Linked DNA regions of Gossypium arboreum: region 2 is linked to region 1. Evidence: chromatin contacts called from public Hi-C data. All regions are on one chromosome and are shown on one strand. The core of a region is the stretch at or near the end of the contact, and the rest is flanking DNA. Distances in the headings are between cores, read along the strand shown. Region 1 holds the start of LOC108479554 (protein ALTERED PHOSPHATE STARVATION RESPONSE 1-like). Region 2 holds the start of LOC108479762 (protein LAZ1).

Region 1 (6,494 bases), core at 1,132-3,631:
AAATCAACACCATCAAGCCCTTTAAAGGTAAATATCTCAGAGCAGCAACTTTCAGAGAAACAATTCCTTAAATGAGATATAAATAAAATTAGTGTAAAACATAATAGATAATGAAACATATTCTAACATAATACACTAAATTAAAAACGAACCAAATGTGAAACCACTACTTATAATCATGAATCAATTAGACCATACAGCAACTCGAGATAATCATGAATCTAAAACTGTAAAGAGAAGGCTTGGACAGAAGCACAATATACCTTTACTTCATTGTAGAGCTTCTTTTCCCAAAGATGCAACTTCTGCAAAGTAGCGGAAAGGTTTTTCGTTTTCCTGGCCATTTCTTCATTGATTTCTAGAAAAGCTGGATCAGTGTTGTCAGCAGACGAAGAAGACTCGCCAGTCTGAGAAGTAGATGGCTGAGATGGTACTACAGATAACGAAGGAGTAACTACATGCAAAATCTTGGAAACTGCTCCACAAACATACCAAATCCCACAGTTAGTATGACTCGCAGAAAACCAACAGTTGGACAAAAAAAAAAGGTCCAATCTAATGAAGTATCAGTACTTGTGAAATCACAGATATTGAATATCCACAAAATTCTTACTCGCCAAGTGAAAGGACAAATAAATGACACAATAATCCCATGAAAAGAATGAAAATCCATACCATGTTTGCGGTGATGAGGAAGTGTTCCAACCTCAAGCAGCTTGGCAATTTCAGTCCCCGACTCGGCAGCTCTCACAAACTGAACCTGTATCTCTCTAATCACCTCAAAAACATCCTTTGGAGCGCCCCTTGACCCGGTACCACGCTCCTCAGCCCTCTCATCATCCACCACTTTCTTATCCACCACATGAACCTCATATTCCACCCTATCATTTTCAATCCCAACACTCGGCCGTGTCTGATAAAGCGAAGCCTCTGACTCACTAGCAGCAACTTTCCCATCCTCATCTTTAACTGGGGGCTTGGAATAACCACCGCTATCAACAAACTTCTGGTCTCCATGCACTTCTTTAACTACTTCATGTTGATAATCCTCATCTTCCAACTCAGGGATCCCTTCCTCTTCTCTAACTTCTCTTGAATTCCTAGCCGGCGTAAACGGAGGATAATAGCTTTCATAGCTCTCGAAAGGGTTCAAGAAATCCCAAGCTGAAGGTCTCGGAGGCGAAGGTGGAGGCGGTGGTGGTTTCGAGGATGACCCCGCCATCGGTTGCAGTGAAGACTCATAACCAGGCGCCGAATAAGAAGAATAATTACTAAAACCACCGTAATTGGGGTAACCTTGATAAGGGTATGAACTAGAACTAGGATTATTGTTACTCATATAAGAGTGAGGATAATAAGAAGAAGATGAAGATTCACCCATATAAACAGTCTCCGGATTCATAGGCCTTTGTTCATAAACAATCGAAGGTGTTGGTTGCTTCCTCATAAAATTCATATGCATAAATCCGCCGGGAAAAGACCCAGATTCAAGAGGTCCATAATTGGGATAGTTTGGGTGCATATACTCTATATGACCCCCACCATCGTCGTGCAAAGGCGAAGAATGGTCTGAATGGTGCAAAGAGCCGCCGGAGTCATCTTCATCCGAATCGGAATGGAAGTGAAGATGAGAACCAGAATTGGAATGGGAATGGTGATGACCTTTCTTGGGAGAACTTGGGCCAACGGCAATTGGATCCACGGCTTTGCTTTTAAGTTTATTGGGCGACGGAGGAGGAGGAGGTAGCGCCCCTGAAGAAGTTCCAAAATCATGCTCCACGAAATTATTCAAAGACTGACCAAATGACTTTAAAGACGCAGTGTAAGCAACATGAGCTTCGGCTAGAGCAAAACGTTGTCGAATCGCTTCGTCTAAAAAGGCACATCTTTCCCGACAAAGAGCAACTGCCGGAAGATCATCTAACTTTGAACTAGAACATCCCATAATAACCCCTCCTAATAATTGAAGAAAAAAGGAAGTGGTTTTTAGATGAAGAAAACAGAAAACATGTTAAAAGTGAATGTTGGTGGGGAAAATTTTAGGGTAAGAGAAAGGAAGGAAGAGAATGAAGGAATCTTTGCCAGCACGGAGTGTGTCGTCGTGTTGTAGCAGAAAGTAGAAAGAAGAGAGAGAAACAAACTCTTCTCCAACACCAACGCTAACAGTGCTTTTGCTTTGTGCGTTCGGTGTTAGTATTAGAAATTAAATTGCAATAAAAAAAATTTAACTTTTTGGAACACTGTAAGTAAATTTCATTTGGTTCTAAAAAGAAAAGGGGGCATTTTTTCTATTTTTGAGAGCTGAGAGAAAGGGAATGAAAAACTGAGAAATGTTGTTTGGTTTGACAGAAACTTTGACGCCTCCTATCGCTTTGAAATCATGACGTTATTCTTTTTAACACCTTTACTCTTCCATAAATACCCTTTTTTATTTTTTTTTAAATAATAAATCTACAACCATCGTTATTTAATAGGTTAAAATCCCTCAATTCTTTAAAATTTTAGAATTATTTTTATTTTTAAGAATTTAATTAGTTTATTTCTAAATTTTTAATTTAAATTTAAATTATAATATACTTAAAATATAAAATGCTTAATGGGTCGATTAATGAGGTTCGCCGCTCATCCCTTCATGAACTCCTCCACCTAAAAATGTTTCTTATTTTTCATGATTTTAGATAATATTATATATATCCAATATAGTCAAGAAAACGTACTAAATTTAAACCTTTTCAAAAAAAAAAGGCAATTTGATTTTTTTTAAAACACATTCTAAGAATTGATTTTGTTTTAAGAAAAACACATCCAAAGAATTGACAATTTCTTTTTAAAAGTAAGAATTGACAATAAATGGTTAATATTTGAGAAAAATCATATTGAGAAAATGTGATAAACATTTCGTTAAAACTGTAGCTAGATAGAAAATAAAATAAAAAAATAGGATGTGGCGACTCTAGCGTATTTATATAAGAAGCTATGTAGGGCAACTTGAGGATAGATTAACAAAACAAATAATTATTGTCTGCTTCTACAAACATTGGCATGGATACGGGTGTCGTGGCTAACATCCATCCATTCTCAACCGTAACAGTTCCCTCCTAATAGAAGGTAAAAATATAATAGTATATAATATCTTAAAATGTATTCAATTATCTATATTTATAATCCTCTATTTTATTCAACCTTTTAATAAATTTAGGGTCACTTGGATCATAAATGTTATACAAAAGAACTAATTTGGTTGTGACAAGAAATCAATCAACGAGTTAGTGAAAAGTTGTGTTGATGATGTATTTACATTCAATGTAATTCATTATTTTTGTTAAATAATGTAATGAATTATTCTTGTTAAAGAATGTATTTGTATTTGTATATATTTGATGTGTTATATGGATGCTATACTTAAACAACGCAGTGTTTGATATTATACCCAAGACAACTTTCAAGCAATATGCATTCTTCAAGACATGGATGCCTATCATTTGTGTCTACATTGGACTAATAGTTTCCTAACAGGCTGAAATGACAATTTGGCAATTTGGGTCCATGCAAGGTATTTTAGACGATAGTCATCCATATATAGTGATCTAGTTATGCTCTGATCACAAATGCAAATCTAAAGGATGATAGTCATCCATATTTTAATGGCCTAATGTGCAATGTACTTGAAAAATCTAGTGGCTCAATTATGCTCCAACCCTAAAAGCAAATTTATGGGGTGATAGTAATTCATGTTATTTAAATTTGGCAAAATTTTTTAGATTTTCCAAAATATATAATACCTGATCAGACCAATGCCATTTGATGTAAAAAAAGCATATAAGCAACATGCACACAATAAAAACATGGATGTGCACAAGTGTCTTTGGCAGTAGTATAGTTGTAATCTCTTCCACTTAATACGTTGTACAAACAAATTGCAAAAATAGTAAAGATGTTATCTTTAAATTTGATTACGAGGTGATAGTAAATAAACTTAACAAAATAAAATAAAAAATTATCGAATCATTTGAATTATCATCAAATAGATGCTGATATCACTAAGATTTCTCCTTCCAATATGTTGCATGAACACGATGCGCGAATCACCTATTAAAATACAAAATGTCAATATAGATATAAGACATTTAGAACATAATAGACTTTATAACATATGCTCCTAATTTTACTTTGTAGCAAGATGGAAACTTAGAATATCAAAGAGGTTAAGCACAATCCATGAAAGTCGACATCACCCCTACAATTATAAAATCACTAGGCAGCCATTTACTAGTTCATTCCTCGTTCAGCACACGTTAAATAGCACTATGTATAGGTAGACCAAAATGGCAAACCCCCACTTCTATCTATCAACCATTTCAAAATTAGATAATAATGGGAGATACGTGGTATGAACTAAGTTGCCAAAAATTTTTAGCATCAACACACCTCTAATCAATCGACAAAAAAGGCTCTAGTATGATGTTCAATATCTTCTGGTGTTGAACCTCGTGTGTTGGCCTGATGACTAGGGTGTTCATCACTCCATGTATGGCCTGAGTTTAAGTTGTGATAGTCGCATTGTTGTTACGGCTTTGCCCTCTTCATGTAATTCACCAAAAAAAAATCTTCTAGTCTTGGATTTTATAGAAGACGCTCGAAGTACGTCTTCAATCATTTAACTTGATTCAGTGCCCTTACAAATCATGTAAAGACTCAATCTTCATCAGTGTTAAAAAAAATTTTGATTTTAAGACCGAATTTCTTTAAATCGAGACAGTCTGAGGATAACATCGAGAAATTTATGAGTTGACCATGACATTAGCAAATAAGAATTATTAAATGATTTTTTTAATAACTAATGAAAATAGTATAGGGGCTAAGAGAAGATTAGTGAGATTCGTTATCACATCCCAAAGTTGGGCCTAAAAGTTTTGAGGGTAAATTAGGAATCTTGGCTCGGAGTAGGTTTAGAAATTTCTGAATTGTGGTAACCGAAAATTATTTCCGATCATAACTTTTGAAAAATTAAATAAATTTTTGAAAATAATGCTAAAAAGACCTTCAATTGTAAAATAAGGACTGTTTTGGAAAAGGGTTCAATTTAGGAGTAGTTTTAAAGAATTTTATCAAAGTTTTAAAAAATACCCTATTTTCCCCTTTATCTTCACAAAACCCACGTTAGTTCTTCCCATTCTTTTTTGTTTTGCCATCCATTATCTTCCCAAACCCCATTCATTCAATTTTGATTCCTAACCTTCATCCTTTTAATTTCTTTCATCCTCATAACATAAAACCTCTTTAGAATTCCATAAAAACTATCAAAAACACCATAGATATCCCTATTGCTTAAACTTTTGGGTTTTTGGATTTCTGATCAAACACTCCATTCTTTGTCAATTAAGGTGATATCTAGCCTTTTAAATTGAGTTTTTGTTCATTGAATAGAAATATTTGAATAAAAATCAAAAATTGGGTCGTTAATGGTGAAATTTGGAATTGTGCATAAAAAAAATTTTCAACTTATTTTGACAAAATTAGAAGGTTTCTAAACTTTCCCAAAATTTTGGTTAAGAGATTTTAAGGTTTTATTGAGTTTTCATGAACAATGTCTATTTTACATTGAAATTTCAGAATCATAAATTTGGGTAATTTTATGTAGTTTGAATGGTAAGAATTAGTCAGAAATGAATAATTAGGTGAATGGAATTAGTTTTAGACAAAGAGGATAAATGAAGACTGAGATAATTGAGTTTCAAGTTTGTTACGTCGAAGATTTCGGTTCCGAGAGGAACTAACTTAGGCCTACGTTTTGGTCATTTTAAGAGTGTCTATAGCTAAATTTTAATCATGGTTATTGTATGATTAACTTTGATGAAGATACAGAAGTGTTGGAGCCTTCGACAAGCAAGGCAAAAGGAAAGGAAAAGCTAGTTGGAGCTTTCGGCGACTAGGCGAAAGCGTGAACGGTGAGTGTTAGGAACCGCTACTAGTAGACATGATTCATAGTTTTAATTGAGAGCTTAGGAATATCCTAAATCCCTATCCTAAGTTTCGAGTGTCAGCGAATAGCCTAAACCCCTATCCTAAGTTCCGAGTGTAAGCTTTCTATTTCCCTTGTTTTATTTTGGCTTTTGGATGCTTGAATTATTAGGTAATATGTATGAAATTGAGTAATCTTTATAAACTTAACTTGTTAGATTGTGATGAAATGAGTGCTTGGTTTAAATGGTATTCGAATATGTCAAAATGTGATATATTGATGTCATTGAGTTTGGTATAAAATTTAGATAAATTTAAGTATATTTTGACTAAGGTTAGAAAGCATTGGAATGAGCATTTTAGGTCATTTTACCATAGAGTCTCGAGATCCCAAGAATAAAAATTACCATTCGGTACACCTTATTGTTTAAGGTCTCAAGACTTAGTAAATAAATCTCGAGATAGAGTGGTTTTTTTGTCTCGAAACAAGGGCACATCAAACCTAAATTAATTTTGTCATGTTCTAGGTCTCG
Region 2 (6,494 bases), core at 2,330-4,829, 130 kb after region 1:
TTTATCCCTCCGCTCTACAAGTTGTCGTTAAACTAGGCAAGTTACTGTATTTTGGGTCTTGAATCTCTTGATATATGTAGATGGACTTGTTACTTCCATTTTTTTCCTGCAAGTTCTGGTCAATCTTTTTCATTAAATTCATTAAAGATAACAATTATACTTGGTTAAGACTGATTCGATAGTGTGAACAGTCCGTTCTTTTCAAATGTTACTATGATATGGCTACCACTTGAATTATTTTTCCTTCCCACTTCTGATTTCCACTAGCAAATGTTTAATTCCGTGGTATGGTTGTGTCAAGCAATAACTTTGACTATGATGATTCTTTTGGAATGGGAATAATAAAAATACAATTTTAGTTGTTGGGTAGCTGTTATTTGTCATACATATGAATGATTCCATTCCTCTGTTTTGTTCCACCAAAATAATCCTATGATTTGGGTGTTATTATGTATTATTTTCCATTCCATTCCTGTGCAGGGTGTTTGGGCTTTATCATTAGGTCTAGGTGGTGAAAAATTACTGATATTTCATTTATAACCTTGTGTCATTGTCGTAATCTTTGATGTTGTCCATCCTTCTCAACAGCCTGCAACTCATCCATAAGCGGTGACTCCTTCGACTTCCCTTTACTTGTTGCTAATGGCACATACCTTTTCACTGCAAATGGTTGTGTGAAATGCATGTGTGATGCTGCTAACAACTGGACGTAAGTTTATACTTTCAAACCCCTTACTATTTCAGGAATTTTGGCCTTTCAATCTGCTAATTTTCTCATTATATATAACTATGCTGTCTTGGTCAGATTACATTGTGAACCATCCCAGAATAAACCATCCAAGTGGGATACATGCCCATCCATGAAATGCCAAGGTGCCGAAGGTTTGTCTATTGGAAATAGCACCGCTGCAGGTTGCAATCGATCAACATGTTCCTACGCGGGCTTTAACAACTCAACCATCATGACAACCCTTGTTCAAGACTCCTCATCTTGTTCAAGTAAGTAAAATATAAGTCTCTAAGCCTGTGTCTTAAATTGCAGACAGTGTCCATTATATTCTCAAGTGTTGCCTAATCTCCTCGAACCCAGAACTCACAATGTTTCTCTGTTTTGAAGGAACAGCATCCCCTCCAAGCAATGATGTCTCAAGAATCAATTCGAATTGGGACTGTCTTTTCATCTTGGTCTTGCTTGGTTTCCATTTATTCCAGTGAAATGTTAGTGCTGCCATTGAAGTCCTATGTTGATCAACATCATGATTAGATTATTGCAATGTAAAGGAATTTTATTTTTGATGATATACGGATATCAGAAATTGTTGAATTGAGTGAATAAACTCATTCACAAGCTCACTGAAAATGTCATCTCCAGAGCTTCAAAACTATTTCAAATAAAAATAGTTCATTCTAAAGTTTTTTAGTTGATAAATATGGCTGAAACAATTTATATCTCCGGCTACTTTCTCTAATGGTCCATACTCGGAAGCTTTATTTTAATTTTGATGCATTTGTTGTTCTCAACCTTTCCCTTGCTAGTGCTTTTCTGTACTTAAGAGGGTGTAGCGGTGATCACGAGCTAGGGTAAATCGGTTCATGCTGGCTATGCAAGTTATCCAACTTAATTTTTTAATTATGGGCTCGGCTCAAAACACGAGTTTATTTTCTGTCTAACCTGATCTAATTTAAGAAAGGTAAATTCGAGTCTGACTCAGTCTACTCATATTTAATTTTTAATTAATTTTTATTTAAAAATATTTTTTAAAATATAATACATTAAATGCATTAAAAAGACTAAAATAAATTTTTCTAACACATTAAAGAGCATTTATATTAAAAAAACACTACCATAAATATAATAAATATTTTATTGTATTAAATATAATTTTATATTTTGAGTTGGGTTATTTAGTTGGATAAACTTTTTTCAGGTTTTGGGTAATTGATTTAATTGTTATTGAGTTAGTAATTTAATATAATTATTTTTTCATAACAATATACATTTGGGTTGGGCCAAAAAATTTTACCCAAAACTTGACATGTATAAAAAATGAGCCTTAAATTTTACTTAAGTCTATTTTTCAGACCTCATATTTTTGTTCAAACCTCTTATATTTCAAGCGGGTCTTCAGGCATAGGCAAGTGACCCAACCCATGAGCAGGTCTAGTACACCGTCAGTATTAATAGAGTTTTTAAATGTCAAAAGTAGAATTACTATTTGACAAATGTCTTATAGAAATATAGTAAAATATTTTTTAAAAAAAAGGCACATGCTAATTTTTTGAGACTACTTGTAGAATAAAAAAAAAGTACACTATAAGTATATCAAATACTCATCCATTAATTAATGAGTTATTTTCTATTTACTAATTATTTTTAAATTGAAAATACTAAAAAATATGGATAACATTTTAATTGTTCATATTAAAATTAAAATACTGAAATGTGCCGGTTTTATAATTTATTTTCTTTTACGAAATTTTATAATTGAATTATATTTTTAATTTCTTACACCAATTTCAATCACATCCACTTGATAATAATAGGGTTTTTTAAAGAAATATTAAGGTATTGTTTGTTAGATTAAAAATTAAATATTAAAATTTTAGAAAAATTAAGTTGTCAATTTAATAAATGTAAATTTTAAATTATGAAAATTCTATTTTATATTGTTATCCTTATTTTAAAAAATTTCACCTTATTTATAATCCATAATTAATATATATATATAAGTACGAGTTTAGAAAAATTTTAAACTGAGGAGAATACATTTTATTTTTATTATATTACTAAATAATTATAATATTTAACTTAAAATTATTAATTAAAATTGAAATAAAATAAAATTTATAATAATTAAATTTTTATTAATTTATAATTAAAAATAGAAAAATGACTAAAATAAATATAATTATTTTTAGTTAAAGTTTACTTAATAAATAAATGTGATTTTATCAAGATAAGTAATTGTTAAAGTCCAAAATTTTCATTTATTTTATTATTACATATCATACATTTTCAGTTAATTTTCCGGCTCATATTTTTAGATTTTTCTTTGAATTATAAAATTTTATTTACTCTAAAATTTTAAGTATGACCAGCTGCATGATAAGTCAACTCCTTCCATCATAATTCACTATTTGTTGAATACATTAAACAAATCTATTTTATAAGCAAAATTGAATAGGTATCCTTAAAAAACATAACACACGTAGATGTATTTATGAGTCGAATCGGCTTAAACATGATATTAACATGTTTTAAGATTTTTCAAGCTTGACTTAACTTGAAAATATGAGTTTAAAATTTTATTCAAGTCTACCATATTTGCAAAAAATTAACCTAAGTTTATTTTAGACTCACCCATATTATTTTTTTAAATATTTATATTATTTTAATTTAATATTTAATAATTTTAAATATTTTCTATTTATTAAATTTTTTATATATTTACCTTAACATTATTTAAATATTTATTTAGATTAAAGATATATTATATATTTAGTATAAATTTATTTTTCATGTATTATAAACCCGAGCCTTGAATAAGCTAATTTATATTTTAAATACAACTATTTTTTTACTGCGTAATGTTTTGCCAAAAATCTATTTCAAATTTCGAGCCAAGCAAGTAACCCAACATCAACCCTCTAAAAATATGCCACAAGAAGAACCAGATTGAAAGATGCCCAGCAATAGGGGATAAAGCAGATACACGTGCAGCGTCCGTGCCTGCTTCCCCTCACCTATCGATCAAAGTCAAAGTTTTTTCTAGGGTTTTAAAATTTTCAACCCTTTGATTTTTTAACTACTTTTTCTTCTTGGCTTTTGTAAATGGAAAATAAGTTACGCTGATCGTCATCAAAGTAAAAGAAAGTTTAAAAGCTGATGAAGATTACAGATTATCTATTGGGTTATTCGCCTCCTATTTGGGCGACTTTGATAGCTGGAGTGTTTTTAGTCATTGCACTTACGCTTTCAGTGTATCTTATCTTCCAGCACCTCTCTTCATACAAGCATCCTGAGGCAAGCTTTTGTTTTCTTAGTCATTTTAATTTTTGGCTTATTCTATATTGCTTTTGTTGACTTTTTCTTGTGTGATCTTGGACTAGCAGGAGCAGAAGTTCTTGATCGGGGTTATTCTTATGGTTCCTTGCTATTCTGTAGAATCAGTGAGTTTCTTTTCATTGGATTTTCACTTATTTTCTTAGTTTAGTGGGATCTTTTGAAGCTAGAGCTAGATGTTTTATGTAGTTCATCTTAGTCTTTTGCATTAATGTTTAATAATGTAATGTTAAAATCATCAGCATGTATCTTGAGTTTTGATGAATTAAAAAATGCTCATAATTTGTTGTCCTTTGTTCCTAATTCAATTTTGATTTGTTTGGTGGAAGTTGGTATTTTAGTGATTATGGAATGTACTTGGTAAAACCACTAGCTAAATGTTTATGATCAACTCTGGAAATTTCATGCCGCTTAAATTTCTGTAGGTAAGACTCCTGAAATTGAAATATCATGCTCGATTATTTTCAAAATTTGAAGTAAATTTTCGAGATTGCTGAATATACATCTTTTATATATGTAAAATTCATTGATCTGGATATGTACATTAAGACATTTAAGTAAAATTCATTGGCATGATCTTCACCAGTGCAGAATTGCTAACATACTTGATTTGAAAGGTGTGGTTGGTTGAATTTACTTAATTTTGTGTTTGGATGAAATTTGATCCGTATTAAGCTTAGGTTACTATTTTAAGTTTCTTGTGCCGTTTAGTCTTAGGTATGGTTTGGGCAAGGTGCTTTAAACATGCTTTTCTTTGCACCATGCATCCAGTGCAATAATATGCTATATTTTGTCTTGCTAACATGGATTATGTTAACAGTTTGTATCATTGGTGGATCCATCGATTAGTGTCTATTGTTCGATTCTACGTGATTGCTATGAATCATTTGCCATGTATTGCTTTGGAAGATACCTTGTTGCTTGCTTGGGTATGTCCATTTCTAGAGCCTTGAAGTTCTAATAAAGATTTATTTCTTATTTCTGTATCAGCTTTGCCTTTTATTTCATTGAGATTACAGTTTCTGTGGTGGCATCATCTTGTTATTTGCTTTTAATAAAACCTTGAATCTGAACTTTGGGCACCCTGATATTTTTTTCCATGTCTTTGAACAGAATTTCAATGCTTTTCTTCTTCATTTCTCACTGTTTAACAATGTATGTAATCTTCTGATGTCTAACAAACCATGCTGACTCATAATGCCTCCAAGTCACTCTAGTTAAATTCTAAAAGAAAATGTGCTCTACTTTTTTTGTTTTACTCAAGCAAGGTCTAGGTCGTGATTATTTGTACCCCTCACCTTTAGCAATGATGACTTGCTCTGAAGGCTTAACAGTAAACATTTTACATGGTGGCTCTAGGCTTTTTTTCCCAGTTACTAGCCAATAACTGGTATTAATTTGAAGTTGTTTGTTCAAAGAATCTCATGCATTGAGCTATCGATGACACATGAAATAAAATGAAAAGCTTACTGTAAATATTTCATTAAAGAAAGAGGTACAAAAGAAGATTGGAATTGGACTGTTCAATACTTCTGTCTACCTGATGTACAGGCTAGTTTTTTCTTGTATTTCATACTATGGGCCTAAAATTCTAATAATAATTACTATCAAAATATTCAGAAATTGAAGCTTGTGATAGACATGCATTTGTGGAGTTTCCAAAGATCCATCATAGAGGCTATTTGTTAAATATTTCATTTTACTTTTGTCTTCTCCCTTTAATTTTATGATAGTCTTCCTTTTTCAGAGTTGAACGACTTTTACATTTGTGGCTCATGTTGAGAAAATCATTTTATTGGAATATTTCTTTCAATTTCTGCTTTTAAGGTGGGGAAGAGCGGACTATTGAATTCATGGAGAGACTAGGACATGCAAGTTCTAAAACTCCACTATTGGGACTCGATTGTGAAAAGGGAACCGTTAAACACCCCTTTCCCGTGAATTATATCCTAAGACCATGGAAACTTGGCCAATGGTTTTACCAAGTTGTCAAGTTTGGCATTGTCCAATATGTAAGGGCTTTTAGCTGGAAGAAATAAAATATTATTTTTGTTTCTTTCATTGTTTCGTTTTTTAATGTAGTTGTATTTTCTGTCTGCAGATGATAATCAAGTTATTGACTGCTCTTTTGTCACTAATTCTTGAAGCTTTTGGTGTATATTGTGAAGGAGAATTCAAATGGGGATGTGGGTAAGATAATATTAATGTAGAATGCTGCTGGTGATAATGTGGATTTTGTATGAGTTGTCTGTAGGCAAACCTTTTCTGGGTAGAACAATGTAATTTTGAATGATTGTGAATTGTATTGATGCCTGTTTTAGTTCTTCACCTACTAAGCAATAAGCCACCTTAAACCTGAATTTATGATGTTGTTTCACTTGTGAGCAGAGCAAAAGTGTTTGTTTGAAACATTCTGGTACTCTGTTGTTGC

Evidence for each region. Hi-C and Micro-C count contacts between places; a contact is called where the count stands out from the background.
Region 2: a Hi-C map of leaf shows a contact between it and region 1, with 4 times the contacts expected there. The contact joins the promoter of LOC108479762 here to the promoter of LOC108479554 in region 1. A contact is called at or near these places in 2 of 5 Hi-C or Micro-C datasets (both in leaf).

Annotation. Positions count from the first base shown.
Region 1 is chr12:7,254,631-7,261,124 of ASM2569848v2, forward strand. It overlaps LOC108479554 (protein ALTERED PHOSPHATE STARVATION RESPONSE 1-like), which reads right to left and starts at 2,382. Exons shown (of 5, transcript XR_001870477.2): 1 at 676-2,382; 2 at 264-475.
Region 2 is chr12:7,385,310-7,391,803 of ASM2569848v2, forward strand. It overlaps LOC108479762 (protein LAZ1), which reads left to right and starts at 3,580. Exons shown (of 8, transcript XM_017782536.2): 1 at 3,580-4,024; 2 at 4,114-4,170; 3 at 4,884-4,992; 4 at 5,891-6,075; 5 at 6,165-6,253. The coding sequence starts at 3,887. It overlaps LOC108478523 (lysM domain-containing GPI-anchored protein 2), which reads left to right. Exons shown (of 4, transcript XM_017780985.2): 2 at 589-709; 3 at 806-999; 4 at 1,124-1,429. The coding sequence ends at 1,215.